Linked DNA regions of Macaca mulatta: region 2 is linked to region 1. The links are chromatin contacts, called in public Hi-C maps. All regions are on one chromosome and are shown on one strand. The core of a region is the stretch at or near the end of the contact, and the rest is flanking DNA. Distances in the headings are between cores, read along the strand shown. Region 1 holds the start of HOXA5 (homeobox A5). Region 2 holds the start of HOXA2 (homeobox A2).

The links. Hi-C and Micro-C count contacts between places; a contact is called where the count stands out from the background.
Region 2: a Hi-C map of sperm shows a contact between it and region 1, with 3 times the contacts expected there. The contact joins the promoter of HOXA2 here to the promoter of HOXA5 in region 1. A contact is called at or near these places in 2 of 14 Hi-C or Micro-C datasets (liver and sperm).

The regions. Positions count from the first base shown.
Region 1 is chr3:101,201,637-101,206,226 of T2T-MMU8v2.0, reverse strand. It overlaps HOXA5 (homeobox A5), which reads right to left and starts at 2,770. Exons shown (of 2, transcript XM_015133832.3): 1 at 1-2,770. The coding sequence starts at 812. All of the region lies in intron 1 of HOXA3 (homeobox A3), which reads right to left. HOXA6 (homeobox A6) reads right to left here. Exons shown (of 3, transcript XM_028845936.2): 2 at 4,122-4,236; 3 at 975-2,770. The coding sequence ends at 2,511. The region is part of intron 1 of LOC144340151 (a long non-coding RNA gene); the gene reads left to right.
Region 2 is chr3:101,242,662-101,247,611 of T2T-MMU8v2.0, reverse strand. It overlaps HOXA2 (homeobox A2), which reads right to left and starts at 2,932. Exons shown (of 2, transcript XM_077998009.1): 1 at 345-2,932. The coding sequence starts at 729. It overlaps LOC144340152 (a long non-coding RNA gene), which reads left to right and starts at 1,947. Exons shown (of 2, transcript XR_013415900.1): 1 at 1,947-2,068; 2 at 3,639-4,950.

The DNA of each region.
Region 1 (4,590 bases), core at 1,521-4,020:
GCCTGCTCGCTGCTGGCAGGGGCGTCCTCCTCGGCTCCGGACGCCGTGCCAACCCCCTCTCTGCTGCTGATGTGGGTGCTGCCGGCGTTGGCCGAGGCGCCGCTGGAGTTGCTCAGGGAGTTTTTCCCGCCGTGGTGGCTGTCGCTGCCGGGCGAGGGGGCCACGGCGGAGCAGGGCAGCGGGTCGGGCGGAGGCGAGTGCGTGGACGTGGCCGGCTGGCTGTACCTGGGCTCGGCGGGCGCCGCGCTGGCGCTGGCCGCGTAGCTGCGGGCGCGCTCTCCGGAGCCAAAGTGGCCGGAGCCCGAGCGGCCGACGCTGAGATCCATGCCATTGTAGCCGTAGCCGTACCTGCCGGAGTGCATGCTCGCCGAGTCCCTGAATTGCTCGCTCACGGAACTATGATCTCCATAATTATGCAACTGGTAGTCCGGGCCATTTGGATAGCGACCGCAAAATGAGTTTACAAAATAAGAGCTCATTTGTTTTTTGATATGTGTGCTTGATTTGTGGCTCGCGGTCGTTTGTGCGTCTATAGCACCCTTGCACAATTTATGATGAATTATGGAAATGACTGGGACATGTACTTGGTTCCCTCCTACGTAGGCACCCAAATATGGGGTACGACTTCGAATCACGTGCTTTTGTTGTCCAGTCGTAAATCCTGCCTGATGACCTCTAGAGGTAAACTCGTGCACTAATGGGGGAGTTGGGTGGAGGCGAGAGGGGTGGCGCGCGCGCCTCGGGCGCGTGCCCGCCGCCAGTTGCTGCGGTTCAGTCGGACTCGAGCGCCACCCGCTGGAGGCAGGGCGCATCGCCCAGTTTCCGACCGGGGGCTGCAAGGGCCGGGGTCGAATTGAGGTTACAGCCCATTATGGCAAAATTATTGCATTTCCCTCGCAGTTCCATTAGGATGTACCAATTGTTAGGCCGTCAGCTGCCGATCGCGCGCCCGGCGAGGATGCAGAGGATTGGGGGAAGGTGGTGACTTGCATTTTATTTACAACAACTTTATTTCCCCCGTTTTGCAGCCCCTCTTATTTTTGTGTCGAGGTTGGGGTCGGTTCTGCCCGTCCTGCCAGCAGCTCTGAATTTTGAAAATACAGATATCACCTTCGGGGAAGGGGGAAAGCCATTTAGCCAACTGGATAAATAAATCCTGCCCGCAGCAGCAGCAGCTACAATTACGGCTCTGTTTTTGCGAGCGCATGAGGGACAGTGTCCCTGCCGCTCTTAAATGACAGGCGTCTATTAAAGATAGCTTTTGTGTAGTGTTTCTGCAAGGCGAGGTCAAATTCCATACACTTTTATAACCGTAGTCGATTTTTCTTTCGTGTGAATATGGTTTTCGTGTCATTAGTTTGCTATTTGATTTGCTTACGTATCCAGCCTGGAAAATCTTCATCACAGGGTCCGGTTCCTCGAGCCAGCCGGACCCCCAGTTGGAGGGTTCTCCTTGAACCCAGCGAGTGGGCCCAGGCTCCCTGCAGCCACAGAGGCTGCTTGGGGTCTGGGGATCCGTGGGGCCGGTTACTGGGGTCTTGCTTAGACCTCCAGGAGTAAAATGAGGGCGATAATGGAAGCATATCGTGGCAGTGCGTAGTATCTCTGTAGTTAATTTCCACGGCTCCGAAAGACTCAAGTAAATCACAAATATAGCTGAGAGGCAAGTGGAGTCTCCCCGCTGGAGGCCCCGCGTTGCAGGCGCCCCTGGCACGTCTGGAAGCCAGGACTCTGGCGGCTTCCATGGCCCTGGGCCCCTCGTTGGGTCCTGAACGCTGCTGTGGCGGCGACGCGGGCGCTATCGGAGGCAGGGAGCGGGAATCCGGAGCCGGGGGCCTGAGGGATCCCAGGGGCTCCCCGGGCTGTAATGTTCCACCCGCGCCCAGGTTAGGTTGCCTCGGCTGAGGCTGCTTCTTTTCCACTGACGGTTGCACACGCGGGACCGAGAGACTGGGCTCTGTTGGGGCCCCCTTTGTTCCTTGAGCTTCCTGTTCTGGGAGGCCGCTTGGGAGGCCGCGACAAGGCCGGGCTCCAGCACTTAGAACCCCTCTTTCAACTGGTCAGAGATAATTTGATGATGCCCTTCGGGACCTACTGGCGAGGGACCTAGGCACAGACTCCCAGACGCGAAACGGGGCTCGGCCCAGGGCTCTTTCCTCCCTAGCAGCTCGGCGTTCCGAGGTCGGGGAGCTCAGAGGCACTAGCACAGCAGCCCCGGACGCTTTCAGGGCGCACCCCAGAACTCGGGAGCCGGTTTGGGCAGCCTTGTGGAGCGGGACTGGGTGTGTGCAATGCGCCCCGCTCCACCGCTGGTATTGGCTGTGTGTGAGGTTTTGTTTTGTTTTGTTTTTTAAGAAATAAATGCACAGACGCTTGCAAAGCTCCCGGCTCCCCTGAAGTTGCGGAAGCCCCCGATGGGAGCAGGCGGGGAGAAAAGTTGGGGAGCAGGCGAGGGCAAGGGGGCAAAGCCGAAGGAGGTTGCAGCGCTGGCCTGGTCCCTGCCCAGGCGTCTACTCGTCCGCCTTTGCCTCTGAGTCCTCCCCGCTGGGCTGCGTGGAATTGATGAGCTTGTTTTCCTTTTTCCACTTCATGCGGCGGTTCTGGAACCAGATCTTGATCTGGCGCTCAGTGAGGCAGAGCGCGTTGGCGATCTCGATGCGGCGGCGCCGTGTCAGGTAGCGGTTGAAGTGGAACTCCTTCTCCAGCTCCAGTGTCTGGTAGCGCGTGTAGGTCTGGCGGCCTCGGCGCCCATGGCTCCCGTACACAGCACCTGCGAGCAGAAACAGCCGGGCGCCGGTAAGCCAGGACCTGGATGGTTGACCCAGTCAGCCCAGTGCCTCCCACAAGGGGCATACGAACTGAAAACCACCCCGCCTCCACTCCAGCCTCTCCCACTATGTCTGGGGCCCAAAGCATACTGAATGGGAGATTATTTCATACCAAGCGAGATGTTTTCCACCTATAACGACTTGGGGTGGACATTATTGTTTTTGAAAAATCTGCCTCATAGGAAAATCATTACAATCAAAATAACAGAATGGGCATTCTTAATTTGGGACGGCCAGGTCGTGTTTTTGTGGGGATGCAGGGTGTGTGTGTGGGGCGGGGGGGAGGTGTGGAACCATGTAAGTAGTGTACACACTCTGAATTCATAGTGGTCTCTCTGAGGATGCTACTGTGACCAGCCATGTCAGAACTCAACACATTTTTTGAAGAGTTAAAAATGGTCAGCCCTCTTGAATCTTTACACATTCTCCCATATTATATGACCCTTCTGAGAAACGCAGAACTCACCCAAGGATAAAGTGGATTTTAACGCAAAACATTATAATTTTAACAATCCGCATTAGGCTCTGTCCTAGGGAATTCCTAGGAGTCTTTGGGATTCCCTGTGGAGTCTTTGGAAACCAGAGGCTAAGAGATGGAGCTATAGTTAGTCTAGGATTTCTAGCAATGTAGGATTGTGTTGGGCTGTCTGATCTGTGCCAAAGATCCCCAAGGGTGGTGGGGATCCCTCCAAGACAGGTGTATGAACTCAGGCATGGGCTCAGAAGAAGGCAGAAGTTGGCTAAGAGTGAGCAGTTGAGTGGAAGGGGGAGGAGGTGAGGGAAGAGAGAGAAAAAAAAATCCTGAGTCTGGGGCTGTGGCCCTCCAAGGCTTTGGGGAGACACTAGAAGAGGCCAAATGGCCACCTCTCTCTGTACGGGTTTCTGAAGGGCAGAAAGGAGAGGGGGTTGGGAAGCAAAGGGTATTTATCAGTGACCAGTGCAAAAGGCCCACTGGCTTGGGAAGCTGAGCAGGGTACCCAGGGTGCATGGGTCCCCACCAGCCTCTCTCTCTCTCTTCAGGCTGTCCCTGTCACAGGTCTCATATACGTCTCAGTGCCCCCATCCTCCCCTAAAGTGTCACCTTACATGGACACTGGGGCCCTGCCCTTCCTCTGCCATGGCCTGATTGCCCCATTGGGAACTGATTTTTTCTTCTCTTTTAAAAAGTCAAAGAAACTTTGCTAGTTCTTTCCTCCTTTCTCTCTATTCCTCTTTCTACTCGGTTTCCTCCTTCTTTCTTTCTTTTCCTGCCTCCTTTCCCCTCTCCCTCCACTGTCTTGGGATATGCCTTACCCGCGCAGGAGTTCATCCGCTGCATCCAAGGGTAAACGGGACTCGAGTACTTCCGGTCGGCGCCTTCGTCATGGAGTGCTTTGCCCTGCCCGCTGCTGCTGTCGGGTTTGTACTGCTGCTCGGGAGAAAAGTGCAGGTAGTCCCCGGGGCCCCTCTGCTTGCCACTGCCCGAGGGCGAGGCGCCACTGAGGTCCTTATCAGAATAGAAACACGAGGCCCCGTACTCGTAGGACGCCCGGTTGCAGGCCAGGACAGAGTTGGACTGTTGGTAGAAACAAGGTGAGGTGTACGTCTTGTCCGGGAGACTCGACGCCCCGTACGAGGCCGGGAAGGGCCTCAGCGCGTCATAGCCGGCCTGGTAGAGGGGCAGCTGGCCCAAGAAGGAGTCCTGGCCGCTGGGCAGGCTCCCGGGGAAAGTGGGATTCACAAAATAGGAACTCATTTGCGCGCCCCTCTGCAGGACTGTGAT
Region 2 (4,950 bases), core at 1,683-4,182, 41 kb before region 1:
GAGCGATCTATCACTCTTCATTACTGTCAAAAAGCCAAACTCTAGGACAACTAGACAGGAGGAGGTCAGTTCCAACTCAAATAAATCATCCCACATTACACAAGTTCGGGAAAGTTTCCCCCCACTTCCTAAAAATATATGTGTCTCATTGTAGAGCACAGGATCCCCTTTCCTCTCCATCAAACCCACTCCTGAGCCCACAGGGGCAAGGACAAGGCAACCAAGCATCTCTCCCTCTCCTCCTTCTCTCCCAGCCCACTCTCCCCTCCCCCAACAGCCACTCTCGGGGCAGCCCGGAGAAGGAAGAGGGTCCCGGAGACCTGGGGCCAAGTCTTTGGACTGACCTTTGTGGCTGAGGCAAGCAGGGCCGGTGGCTGCGGCGGCGGCGGCGGCGGCCGGCGGAAGTGCGGTTTTCTTGGCCGCCTTCTTCTCCTTCATCCAGGGGTACTCAGGCGGCTGCAGGGCGCCGGCGGGCACCGGGCTGCCGCGGCTGCCCGCGGGGCTCGGCTTGGGGCGGCCGCCAGCGCCGTGGCGAGGGTGATTGCCGGGGTTCAGGCTGGGAATGGTCTGCTCAAAAGGAGGAGGAATCAGTGTCGAGTGTGAAAGCGTCGAGGTCTTGATTGATGAACTTTGAAATGTATCAGCGACAGGGGGAAAAGATGTCAGGCACTCAGCGAGCGACGGCTGGCTATTGATAAAACCAATCTCTCGCTCAAATTCGTAATTCATGGCCTTCTCCTTGGAGCCCCCTCAGAGAAAAAGTTCCCTCTTTTGGAGGGGCTTTGGGGGGGCAAGGCCCAGGAAAAAGGCGAGCGCAGAGGAAAAAAAAAATCTATCATAGAATATCGCTGCTAGGGTGTTTTTTTTCTAATTCACTGATTACAGCCGTATGGGGACCGCGCTACTATTAAACTATTGAATTCATGGAGACAAGGTTGAAATTGGACCGAATTGGCTGTCACATGATTGCTTCTGCCCAATGACAATTTGGGCTTTAATCAAAAGAAGCCACTGTCTGTTTGATTGATCCAAAAAAGTCGGGAAGGAACGCCTCATTGGGGGCCAGCGAGGCTTTATTTACACTTTTTTCAGGGCAAAAATACATATATGTTGGTGTGGGTGGGGATGTCCCGGAGTACGTGGGGGCGAGGGTGCCTGAGCGCCTCCTGATCTGCAAGGATCTGGTGTGTGCGCCTGGGAGTGTGTGTGTGTGAATGTGTGCGAGTGTAAGCCCTGCTGTCGGTCCCGCCGGTGGCTGCCCTCTGCCTCCCCCGCACACTCCGCGCATTGTTTGGGACTGTCGGGAAGACGCCTCGCACCTCACAAATCATTTAAGCACCTCAGTCTGACGCCTGCAGTCATTAACAAAGTAATCCATTAATCTTCAAAGTTTTGACACCCGAGGGCCCTGCATCCCAGCCACATAAGTTCTGTTAAAGCAGGAGAAAGGAGCAGAGGGAGAGAGGAGATGCGAGAGGGAGAATAAAGAGAGAGGGAAGAAGAGAGAGATGGAGAGATGGAGAAAGAGAAGACAGAAAAGAGAGAAGAAAAGAAAGATTTTGGTTGGGAGGGGGTCCTCCTTTTCGTTCCCTTTTCCTCCTTCACTTTTCCTGAAACCAGTTCCTGGATCTCAAAACTGATCTCTCTCGGTCTGTTTTGCTTCCTGCCTGTCTTTTTCCCTCTTTTTCCTCTTCTCCCCCTTTCTCCCTCCCTCTCTCTTATGTCCGCCTCCCCTTCTTCCCGCAGCCTCTCGCCCCCCTCCCAGTGTCCAGCCCAGAGTCTGTGCCCTCGGCCCATTGTTAGCAGGCTATTCCACGGCAGCTTTGCATCTGGCTCCGGCGGGAAGCGGAAAACGGGAGGCGGCTCTCAAAGCTTCCCGACCTTCCTGCGCCATCAACTTCTCAGGAGTGGCTGGAGAAAGATGCATGTGCCAAGCGAGACAACAACCCCAGGTCCATGTGTCCAAATCCCCGTAGCCAGGGCGGCGGCCAGCCAAAGAAATGCCGCCCCGAGCAGGCGCGTGCGGCTCCTGGCATTCTGGGTTTCATACCCATAGGGCTCGGGTGCGGTGAGTATTTCCGATTTCCAGAAAGTCTGTTGGAAGTTACCAGCAAGGAAAGAGAAGATGCTTGTTCCTCTCTCTCCCTCCCTGTCTCTTTTTTTCTACCCTTCTTCTTGTCCTTGGCGCTCTGGCTGGGGGCTGGTTGGTTTAGATACAGCGAGTGCTCCCTGGCAGCCTGAACTGCCTCCCACACCTTCCTGATCCTTGGGCACCGGGGATGTTTGCTTCCGGGTTCTGTTGTGGGAAACAGCACTGCGGGGGAGAGGAGGCGACCCAAGGAGGAATTATAAAGATTCTCGTTCTCCTTCATTCTCTTTTTCCAATTCGGAGACTTGAGACTGAGCGCATCTTGGACGGTGCTAGAGGGTTCAAAAGATAACACCTTTAGGTACCAAAAAATAATTTTTTAAAAATCCACCAAGCCAGAAAGAGGTAAGGAGGCTGAGAGGTAGATCTGGAGGTACCTCTTTTCCCCCCCAAACCCTGAGGATGGTGATTCGCTTTTGCTTCCTTTGAAATAGACGAAGTGATCAGAGTCCCCCAGGCCGGCAGGCATCAATGGCAGGAAAATAAATCATTCTGATGGCCAGGGAGAGAGAGGTTGGAGGGGGAGAAAAATCTACGTAGAAAACAAGAAAGGCCAACCAAGGAGCAAAGGCAGGACCCCATCTCTGAGGCCGGCATCAAAGAGGGTTTGGGGTGGAAATCAGATATAAGTGGCCTATATCATTGACCACTGAGCACTGCCTTGCAGATGGAGATGCTATTTCGGAAAATGTGAGGTTTTTTAGTTTTCTTGCTTTTATTCCAAACAAAGCTCCGAAGGAAGTCTGGGCGCGATCAATCTTGCTCACCAAAAGCCTTGACAGCTTCTAGCCCTTAAGAACACATTTCAGCTTCCAGCTCCTTCCAAGATAAAATGTGACCAAGCAAAGAGGAGAGCAGGAAATGCAAGTAAATAAGGAAAACTAGCCTTTAAAAATATATATTTTGGCAGTGAAAAGGATTAGGGCTCCTTTTAGGAAGGGTGCTTTGCGGACTCTGGGATGGCGGCTTTTGGCATTTGTTTTTACCAGAAAATAGTATAGGCTTAAGGGAAGGGGGGTGCAGAGAGGGAGCAGCGCTGCCCCCATATCTCTGAGGCTTTGTCAGGGGCTGCGTGGGTGAGAGCTTTCTGCCGCCTCAGCCGCCTTAATTCAAATACCATCTGGAAGAAAACCCTTTTCTTTGACCACTCAACACTGAAATCTTCCCCAAGTCTATTACTTTAACTCATGGGATATTTTAATAAGGATTTCTTTTTAATATCTAGGAAACTGGGGGGTGAAGTCAATACTTTTTTCTTTGAAAGCCAAAATGAATGTCTTGACTGGTAAGATATGGGAAATCACATTAGAATCTTATTTTAAAATCTTAGCCCTGGGGGAAGGAGGAAGCCTCCAAACCATCCCTCCCTCAGCTAAAGAGTAGATTTCAGAAGTGGGTTCAAATAGTGATATTCCTGAAAGATCTTCATCCTTAGATGAAGATCTTTATTTTTCTAGGTAATTTTACTAGCTGTTCCTTATTTTTCCAGGTAATTTTACACGTGTCTCTAAACTGATTACTTAAAAGAAGACTCCTGTATCTGCTCAGCGTGACCAAAAGGTGGAAGCCCTAGTCCTCACAAAGCCTGGTTTTGCAGCCTCTGCATTTCTGAGGTGCGCCATATTTTGGCACAGAGGTTGAGGTGCGGAGAGCAAATCTATTTCTCCCATAGCCCAAACTCTTTAAAAAGGATATATATAATATTTTATATATATATATATATATATATATATATATATTTCAACAGCCTTAGGACAGATATGGGGAAAGCACCTCTGGGTGTGAGAGGAACACTGAGCTCTCCGCAGCAGCCTGGCTTGGCATCCTCCGAGCCTTTTCCTTAAACTGAGGAGTTTCTCTAAAAGCAGCTCGTTGGTACCCAGCAGTACCCAGAAATGGCTCCAGTGCCTGCTTCTAAGAATAATCTGAGGGAGCTTCACAGGGGGAAGATAACGGCCATGATGATGGATATTTTGGATTGCAAACAAAATGGCGACATTTTCCTCTTCTGCCTCTGAAAGATACAATCCAGGGAGAATAGGGATTTATTTCTCACATCCGATGCTCTTGATCCCCAGACGAAAGCGGTTCCTCACTTCCAGCTCTGAAGCGGGTGATGATGGGATGCAGGTCTGAGGTTTGCATTTTCTGAATTTGGTTCCTTTCTCGAGGAATCCTTAAATCTGAAGATGAAAATATTTCCCTTTACTGTGCCTTCTTTTGCCTCTACCAGCCAGTCAGTAAGCAGCCCTATCTTAAATCCAGGAGTGGAAATGTAATATTTAGCTCCTGTAACATCAAATCAAAAAAGTACTTATAAAATTGCATTTTTATTACAAAGATACGGATCTCCTTGCTCTCTCCCCCTCCCCCTGGGGCCATAAAAAGAAAGCTGGGAGGGATGGAGAGGAAATAAATTCAGAGAATGCCAAATACTACATTCAGAAGGAAGCTGATGCTGGGATTCAGGCAGTCCAGGGAAGGACTGGCTCAGGTGACTCTCCCCAGCTCGGTCCTCCGTTTGCTGGAGACCCGGGTGAGCCTCAGTCCCTTTCAAACTGTTTTGCTCCGCGTGCAGATTTTAGGAACCATTCTTTCCTTCTGACACTGTAATAGACTGCAAAGCATCCCAGAGGAGACCAGGAGTCCGATTGCTCCCGGAAAGTGCTCGGCATCCTCTGCGCGGCTGGCTAATCCCGAGGTTTAGACGTTAGTTGGTCCGATTTGACCCGAGCAAGAGCGTGGAGCAGAAGACCGCCCTGCGTTATCCCCCGGCTCGGCCGCGGGGCACCTGTGCGCTC